Regions from separate parts of the Zea mays genome. Here region 1 is linked to region 2. Evidence: chromatin contacts called from public Hi-C data. All regions are on one chromosome and are shown on one strand. Each heading gives the region's core, a stretch centred on a gene start, on an enhancer-like site or on the middle of the called end of the contact. The rest is flanking DNA. Distances are from core to core; before and after follow the strand shown. Region 1 holds the start of LOC103629798 (F-box/kelch-repeat protein At1g80440-like). Region 2 holds the start of LOC100272577 (IAA23-auxin-responsive Aux/IAA family member).

Region 1 (4,801 bases), core at 311-2,810, 230 kb after region 2:
AGCAGTTTCCTGTCCCTAGTCCCCTACATGCAGATCGGATCAAACAAATTGTGATCCAATCCAACGAAGACATCGCTAATTAATTACACTAGCCTGGAAATGTTCTTTAATAAACATCATTCCCGTTCCGCTGCTTTATTTGCTAAGTACATACAACCGTGATGATTTATTTGCTAAGTATATACAACCGTGATGAGTAGCAGACTAGCAGCACTGCAGCAGTGGCACAACAAGTACGGTAGCGTAGTTCCGTCATGTATGCACAGCCACCACGTACGTGTAGGTACACACCCTCCACTTCAGAGTTCAGAGTTCAAGGAAGCAGGAGGCCTGCACGTGCCCGGCGAACTCCGGCGGCGGCGGCGGCGCGCGCGACCAGGACGCAGGTCTCCCGCCCTCCTCGCGGAGCACGTACACGGTCTGGTCCCCGCCGTGGCACCCGGACCCAACGACCACGACGCGGCCGTCAGGGAAGGCGGAGACGGCCGGCGCGGTGAGCGCGTCGTCTGGCACCCGCGCCACGGGGCGCCACGCCGCGGCGCCGTCGCGCGCCACGAGGTGCCCGTCGCGGAGCATGTACATGCGGCCGACGGACCGCGGCGCGGCGCAGCAGGTCCTCGGGCACGCGCCGTCCTCGGGCAGCAGGCGGTCGTGGACGGGCGCCCAGCCCCAGGCGGGCGACGCCGCCGCCGCCGGGTCGAAGGACTCCGCGGAGGCGACGAAGCGGCCCTGCGCCCGCGTCGGGTACCCGCCGACGACGACGAAGCGTCCGGCGACGCAGAGCCCGCGCGGCTCGTCGCGCTCCTCCGCCATGTCCGGGAGCCCCGCCCACGCGTCGGCGCCCGGGTCGTAGGCCAGCGCCGAGCGCAGCGCGTTCTTCTCGGCGTCGTGGCCGCCGGCCACGTACACGGCGCCGCCCACGGCCGCGCAGGCGAAGAAGGACCTGCGCGGGCCGGGCATGGGCGCGCCGCGCCGCCACGCGCCCGACAGGAAGTCGTAGACGAGCACCGCGTCCGTCGGCGCCCACGTCTCCGGGTCCCAGCCGCCGACCACCACCAGCAGCCTCTTCCTCCCCTGCCCGCCGCCGTCCACGGCGGCGGCCACCTGGCAGAACAGAGGCAGGCTCTGGCTTGGCCCAGGCGGGGGCGGCAGCGGCGTCCACCGTCCCTCGGCCGGTTCCAGCAGCACCAGCCGGTACGAGTTGGCCGCCGTCGAGCGCTTGTGCGCGGGGCCGGCGTCGTCGTCGTCATCCGGCGGCGCTGTCGGCTGCGCCTGGACCAGCGCGAGCACCGGGCGCGCCAGCCCCTCCGCCCGGCGCTGGCGGTGGTAGTCCGGCGACTCCACCTCCGACTTCCACTGGCGCGAGATGCGGCGCACCACCGGCAGCTGGTCGAAGCCCACCCGGACGAGGCACTCCCTGGCCACTTCATCCGGCAGCCCAGGGATCAGGTCGCCCATTGCCGACGGTGAATATTGGTTGCCTTGATCAGTTGCGTGTGCCCGTTTCTCTTCTGTGCTCGTGTGTGTCGATGTGCTTGGACCGTGTGTTGTCGATGTGCTTGTGTGAGGCGGGAGCAGAGTGGGCTACTTATATGGAAACAGAGCAGGGTGTGAGTGTGATAGCGGGGGAAGGCTGTGATATTTCTATATGGTTGTGTGTCATTGTGTGGATCCAGTCGCTTCCAGAGCTTTTTTATTTTTTATGGTTCGGCTGAGGGGTGGCATCCTGTGGAGTTCATGGCGGTACTGTGATGATTATGATATGGAGTGGACGTCATCACTTGTTGTCTTGATGCACTGCTCCTTTCCTTGTGTTACTGCCATGGTACAGGTGGGGTTTGAACCATTTTGGTAGAGGTAAGGATGCCACATCAGACATGTGGTACGACATTGACGTGACAGGGGTGAATTACTCATGGGTGTGGTAGATTAGGTGTTACCTTGTTAAACCGCCCATCAAGTTATTTGTTCTTGGATCCTGACAGCACTTCATCTGTCAAACCTTAGAAACTTCCGTGGAACTTGGTCACGTTAACATTAGCTCACACTCGCACTCTCCGCCGTAACCGGCCGCCGCCGCCAGCGCATCGAATCTCCCCGTCCCTTGGCAATCACGACGCAGCGGACCTTGTAGCGGTTTCGCGCCAGGAATCGGAGCTCTTCTAATCTCGGCTGCCTAGGAACGGAGAGCCCGAACCCGAACCGAAAGCATGGCCTGGCCTCCACGCCGCCATGCACGTGTTAACCCCGGTGCCAGGGAGTTAAGCCCGCAGGCCGCAGAGGACAGGTGTTGCAGCGCCATCGGGTTACTGGTGCAGTAGCTCTTGTCTGTGCCACGCGCCCGGTGGTGCGTGCCCGTTTCAATTTATAATTTATTTGACTTTTTACTCTATATTTGTCTAGCTCGTCTTATTCAAAAAAGTTCAAATTATATTTTACTGTAATATTATTTAGCATATAATATACTATATAATATAGGCTTTGGATTTTTATTTTTTCAGAAAAAAATGAATAAGAGCGAGTAGATGGAAATGAACGGATAGGCACAAAAAATTTCTTTAAGACAGCCGGGTCCGGTCCGTGCCAGCACAACCCAGAATTATTATCGCGGTGGAATGGATGCCCGCGGCGTGGCGTGGCGTGGATAGGATCGCCATCGCGAGCCCGCCCCGCCGCCAGTCGTCATGCTCGCTCCGCAGGCAAACGAACATACGCCGCAGTCCTATCATCTCTTTGCTCTGCGCCCCGGCCGGGCCCCGCCGTCTCGCGTCGCGTCACGCATTTGCGGTTTCCGTCCACATCAAGCCCTGCCGTCCGATCCTCCTCCAGCTCCCTGTTTCTGAGCGCAACCGCGGCGCAGGGGGGGAATGGAAAATCTACGCCGTCGCTGTCGAGGGTGGCGTCTTGGCGGTCGTCGGTCGACCAAGTGGGCGGCCCGCGCTATGGGATATTGGGATTCAGCGGCAGCGGCAGCGGCAACGGCAACGGAAGCAGTGGTAGCGGTCTAGCCGTGCCGTGGGCGGCTGGGCGCTGGCCGCGGTTCTGCTTCCGATGCGAGTGCGGAACTGCGGATAGGCAATGAGCATATTTTACCTACGTGTTCATACATAAAAACTTTATAGTGTTCATACATAAAAACTTTATAGAGTAGATTTGAGTGTAAATTTGTACCGGCAGGCACATGTGCTTGTTTGATTTTTCAATCCGACACTGTTTATCTCGTAGGCATGAAAAAATGGTACCATGCCCACAAACCTATATACCCATAATGGTTATACTAACCAGTTGCCCATGCTTTTGCTACGAACCCTAAATATATCATATAAATAGGTATTGAAATATTTATTTAAATATAATTATTGTTTATTTTTAAACATTAATTTACGTGTAGTTTGATGGTTAGCTCCAAATTTCTATAGTAGGGTGTGTGTTCAAATGCATACTTTGTACTATTTTTTATATAATTATTGTTTATTTCTAAACACTAAGATACATGTGGTCTGGTGGTGGCTACGCGGGTGCTCGGGTCCACAGCTCAGTAACTGAGAGCGTGCTAAGCATGGGGCCAACAGAGTATGACGTCGAGGCGTGGGGCGGGCCCAGTGTGTCAAGCACGGGGTGAAGCTGTGATAGCCTTTGTGACGTAAAGAACAAGACGATAGAATGACTAAAAATGTCTTTCAATAGAAATTCTAGGGACTAAATTTTAGTCTATAAAGTTTAGAAGGGAGACTAGAGGAACTAAACATTCTCTTAGTTCCATGTAGGAGTGGATAGAGCAACGACAATAGTTATCGTTTGAGGGCTCTAACTGTCTGTCGGTGTTTCGGACTCGGGGGACCCTCAACCGGACCGACTAGTGAATTTTAGTGCGTGCCCCTGTCCAGATGGGTTGATGCAAGATGGAACACAAGAGAAAAATGAGGTTTATATTATCTTGCACCGGGGTGCTCGTAGTAGGGGTTACAAGCGTTGCGGAAGAGCGAGAACGAGGGAGAGAGAGAAAGAGAGGGTTCAGCCTTGAGGCGAGCTGTCTGAGGCTGCCTCTACCGCGTCTCTCCTACTCTGCCTGCCTCCGCTCGTCTGCGTCGTGCGTCCGTGTGTTCGTACGTGCGTCTCTCTCCCCTCCTCCCTTTCCCCTAGAAGGCCCTGGACATCCCCTTTTATAGATACAAGGAGATGCCCAGCTGTACAATGGGGGTGTAGCTATGAGCTAACGTGGCTGGCAGGGAAGTGCCCTGAGCCCGGTACAGATAATAACGTGGCCGTTGGAGAAGTGCCTTGAGCCCTGTAGATGTACCAACGTGACCGTCGGAGAAGTGCCTTGAGCCCTGTAGAAGCATAGCTGGCGGTGCGGCATGGATCCTGCTGACGTTTCCTTGCTTCCGTAGGGGGTTGAGAGCAACCAACGTCATGGGCGCACGCGGTGAACCATCATTACCTGTTATCGGAGTAACTTAGATAGGACACCTGTCTTGTTCCTTCGTAGCCTGAGGCGGCTAGCTAGGGGTAGGGTAATGATGGATCCCCAGTAGCGTAGTTGATACGAGGCCGAGGTCGGGCGAGGCGGCGACTCCTCCGAGGTCGAGGCTGAGGTCGGGCGAGGCGGAGTCCTTCTCCCGAGGCTGAGGTCGGGCGAGGCGGAGTCCTTCTCCGAGGCCGAGGCTGTGGTCGGGCGAGGCGGAGCTCGCTGTTGTGCCCGAGGCCGAACTCAGGGAAGGCCGCGACTGTTGTTAGTCTTTCCCTGGTGGCTGGCACAGTTGCCGGAGTGGGGTGAACAACATTGTTTTCCTGTCAGAAC
Region 2 (4,591 bases), core at 1,862-4,361:
GTTTCATTGGAATTGAATTCCATTTTAATAATTATAATTTAGATAAAACTAATTAAGTTTATATATTTATATATGTAATATATTTGTATATTATTCTAAATCATATGAGAGAGATAGTTATATACTATATTTATGTTATAGAGGCGCAAGTAGAAGAATGTGCTATAAGTTGTACATCAGAAAAATAGCATGTAAATCTATAGAATCAATTTCCATCTCTCACCCTATGAATTTGAGGTAGGCTTATATGATAACTTTGAAAACTGGTGGAATGTCATATTCTAAAAAAAATAGCTTATTTCATTAGTAAGATTCCAATTCCTCGAAATGATAGGAAACAAACGGGGCCTTATGGGTGTGGCCATATATTTGCGTAATAACTTACATAGACTCTTTGATTTAATCTAAGCTATTAGCTCATTGTAAATTCTGCACGGTGTAGATTATTTTCTTCATATACAACATGGCAATATCCATCAGTAAGTTTTTTTTTCAGATTAATATGGTAAAAAAAACTTTACCGAGTCTACGATTGTTTTATTTGTACGTGTGAGCAGTGTCGATTCTCGTGGAAAAAGACACGCCTTTTTTTGACCTTAAAAAAGACACGCCTATTGCATCCAGGGCATGCTTCTAGTGAAAGACATCGTTGCAGGAACAGCCGGTATACAGACGACGATATTTTGGTAGTGGACATTACCATCGGAACGAGACTGCGCTGGAGATCGGTCCTGCAGGAAACAGGCTAAAACGATGGATAAAAAATCGGAGCTGGGCAGCTGGCGGAGCTAAACAACTGGCTGAAATCGAAATGACTCTTGGAGGAAATCTGAACTGCATGTTCAGTTCAGAGAAAACATGTACTAGTATCTGAGCTTCGACTTAAGATAGCCTTTCTGACAACACAATTCTGAACATTTCAGGGAGTTTTAATTATTCATAGGCCCTGTCTGTATTAGCTAAGAAAAATCAGCTGAAAGTTAATGATCGAAATAGGGATCTCATCTAACTTTTGGGAGCTATAACTGTTAGCTGAATAGATCCAAAAGGACCCATAAGACAAAACATTGAAGACGATATATCTTAGGGCTAAATCGAGTGCAAGTTATGTGAACTGCAAGGCCAGTTCCCGGACGAGCAAGTGAACAGCAGATTTAGGCAGCTGGAGCTGGACCTTTCAACGTTCCAATTCGGCTTCAGTCTCCGCGCCACTTTCTTCAGTGGATCAACTGTCCGAACTGCCGCAATCCAAGCACACAATTTCCCAGTTCCCACTAGGCCACTACCATTCCCCCCCTAATTTTCCACAACAATCGCAATCCAAATTCTGTCGGAGCTCAGAATTTTCCAGACAATGGAAATAGACAGGAGGGCTCTTCGTTTCAGCTTAAATCCAGCTGTTCGGACTGCTATAATCTATAGAGACAAAACACTCTATAATCAATAGAAGTCGGTATAAATTAAAGCCAAACGACCAGACGATCAGGCTGCCGCCGAAACTACAAGAACAGAGACAGATCGTACTTGTATTCTTTGACCTTATACAATGGAAACAGCACACAGCATGTACCATGTTCGTGTATACATGGATCCCTCGAGAGTCGAGACAAGACGACCGAGGGCCGAAGACTGAAACGGAAACCAAAGCCAAGTATGAAAGAACACACGGAAACGGAGCTACTAGTGTGCTAGCGCCGCCTCCTCGCCGGCGTCGTCCAAAAACCAAACCGTCCGGCCGAGAGGGAGGGGCACTCGAAACTGAAAAAGTTTTCCATGGGGGCGTGTGTGGTGTGGCCTGTACAGAACACACAGCAACAGACTGAACCCTCACCCTACGTACGGTGTATGACGTGTGCATGGAGGACCTGAGCAGCCAAGCCTCTTCCAGCACACACTCTGTGAACTAATTCGGAGAGATAAGCCGCGTAGGGCATATGGCGTCCACACCAACAACAATCACTGCCGGGATGATGTCCTCGGAGCTGCATCAAGCAACGCAAAGAAGAAATGTTAGTACTTTACTTATACGACGATATCTTGTAGCGTCTTGTAGTAGTAGTAGCTAGGACATGCATGGATTTGGGGTCTTGTCTTACATAGGTTGACGGCCTCGGAGCTCTTCATGAGGCGGATCCTCTTGCACGAGTCCACGAACATCCTGCGTTCATGTGTGTGTGAGAGAGGGATCAGCACACTTGGCAGAGCAACAGGTATTCCACGGACCGATTTGGACTGGATGGGGAGCAGACTATAGCAGGAACAAGCTCGAGGTCAGGTAGGTGGGTACGGTGAATTACTTGAAGGGGACGTCTCCGACGAGCATCCAGTCGCCGTCCTTGTCCTCGTAGGTGGGCATGTACTCGGCGGCGGTGTCGATCCGCCCCGCCCCGTCGGCTCCGGCTCCGGCAACGAGGCAGGAGGCGAACATGCCGTGGAGCGCGCGGAGCAGGGCCGCGTACCCGTCGTGCGCCGCGAGGTCCACCTTCCGCAGGTACGGCGCGCCGTCCACGGCCACCTTCACGAGCCTGGCCTCGTCGCGCAGCGCGTTGCGCCGGTACGCGCGGACCGGCGGCCAGCCCACGGCCCGCGCCCTGCAGCACGTGACGTCGGTCAGCAAAAGCGGTCCGTGGGCGTCGTGTCGTGTGTCCAGTTGTCGTCCACACGCGGAGAGGAATAAAGAGAAGGGAAGGGAGAGGGAGAGGGAGACTTTGGGGATGGCGGCTTGTCGTGGTCGGCGTGGGCGCGCTTGCGATCGGCGGCGGGCTCGGCGGAGGAGCCCGGGAGCGCGAGGGTGAGCGCCGTGTCGTCGTAGTCGAGGCCGGACACGGCCGGGGAAGCCGCGGAGTTGGTCGAGCTCGCCGACATCACTGGATGCGCCTGTTCCGGGTTTCTTCTCTCTGAGTTTCTGAGGTCCTGCTGCATCGTTCGTTCGTCCGGCTCCGGCCGATAAGCTTTGCTTGGTCAGGCCGGCGGGCCGCGCAGCGCAGAGGACGAACGCGGCTGCTCCTGCTCCTGCTGCTCCGAGGGGAGGAGAGGGAACAGGGACCGGCCGGCCGGGCGGCGCGGGAGAAGGACGTTGCGCGGTCGCTGTCGGAGGCGAGTGCGTGCGTGCGGTGTACTGGAATGGAAGACGAGCTTGGCTGCTTGGGGTGGCCGCTTGCCTATAAAGATGCGCGCGCGGTCGTCGTCGTCGTCTGGTGTGGTGCCGCGTACGTGCGCGTGGGAGAAGTGCATTGGGCGGCAGCAGCACCTTGTGGGGTCGGGAATTTCACCGCTCTTCTGGTGGCCATTTGTTCAGAGCATCTATAGCAGAATATATATATTTTTTAACATACGTCAAGTCAAGAGATTATCTACTCAGTCAGGACAGTGCAACATCATTAGATATCTCTTGATATCTATCCAGAAATGAAGTGCAAAAATTAGAATAGTTCGTTTTGTGTTAACTAGTAGGAAAAGTTTGGTTCGATGAACTGCAAAGTGATTCCATAAAATGTCTGAAAATCGACGGACAAGACGATCCGGCCGACAGGTGGCGCGGCGGAGGCACGTGAGACCCACCCGTCAGGATCCGGGGCCGCAGGAGGCGTCGCAGTGGCAGTGGCAGTGGGCGAAGGCGAACCCGATGCAGCAGGGCAGGCAGTTGGCATGTCGGCGCGCTGTCCCCTGCTCGCCTTTCGACGACAGGCGAACCCGATGCGGCGTCCGCGCGCGTCTCGTCTCGGTGTCGGCCGCCGGGCGGTCGAGTGGGTGGGTGGGTGGGTGGGCGGGCGTTGGTGCGGCAGGACGCAGGAGGGGACGCACCCAGGAGCCGAGCCGACCAGTCAGCCCCCAGCCGACGGCGCGGCTTCGGTTCTGCTGCCTTGTGGCTGACTGTGTTGTGTGCGCGCGGTTTCCTCCGTTTGTGCTCGGCAGCATCCGCTTGCTGACTTCAATTTCATGCAATGCACACATGCAATAGAATACTACTAGTACCTACTAGTACTAGAGTACTACTACTACGCGCAAACACCAACAACCACCCCCCCCCCCCCCCCCCCCATATGCAATGCATGCATGTGTGAATGAGCCCTGCAGAGCCGCGGCACAAAGTCACGTCTGAAGAGAGAGATATCCGTGATGCTGCTGATTTTCCAGCTTTTGATTGACCAGCATTGGCAAACCTGGACACAAGGGGCCATTTCGGTAAAGGTACTGTTTAGCACCTTTTTGAGCTGCGGTCCGGACAGTCCGCGCCTGCGCAGAGCAGTTTAGGGTTCCGAGTTTTGTGCTAAATTTGTTGGCTAGATTTACGGAATTTGCTCGGAATCCAGTCGTGCAAAGGATTCAGCCCCCCTCCTCTATAAAAAGAGAGGTCTACGGTCGATTTGGAATCATCAATCGAATAAATACAACTTCTATTTCACATTTTATCCTAAGAGTAGTTCTAGTCTAGTTTAGGTTTAGCCTCTCGATCTCCAAATTCTTCGCCTCTCTTCGACTCTACGCCGATTAGAGGAGTCTAGGTCGGCCGGTCCGAACCTAGACAACCCCTAGGATCTCTCCTCCCCGACGGGGTCCCTCCTGGGAGCGAGATCCAGGCCGTCGCCGA

What was found. Hi-C and Micro-C count contacts between places; a contact is called where the count stands out from the background.
Region 1: a contact with region 2 is called in a Hi-C map of bundle sheath, with 2.7 times the contacts expected there. The contact joins the promoter of LOC103629798 here to the promoter of LOC100272577 in region 2. A contact is called at or near these places in 7 of 25 Hi-C or Micro-C datasets (bundle sheath, ear, endosperm and 2 more).

Annotation. Positions count from the first base shown.
Region 1 is chr6:113,602,843-113,607,643 of Zm-B73-REFERENCE-NAM-5.0, forward strand. It overlaps LOC103629798 (F-box/kelch-repeat protein At1g80440-like), which reads right to left and starts at 1,561. Exons shown (of 1, transcript NM_001319717.2): 1 at 90-1,561. The coding sequence starts at 1,458. The coding sequence ends at 307.
Region 2 is chr6:113,375,331-113,379,921 of Zm-B73-REFERENCE-NAM-5.0, forward strand. It overlaps LOC100272577 (IAA23-auxin-responsive Aux/IAA family member), which reads right to left and starts at 3,112. Exons shown (of 4, transcript NM_001147042.1): 1 at 2,708-3,112; 2 at 2,298-2,591; 3 at 2,097-2,158; 4 at 1,437-1,982. The coding sequence starts at 2,922. The coding sequence ends at 1,957.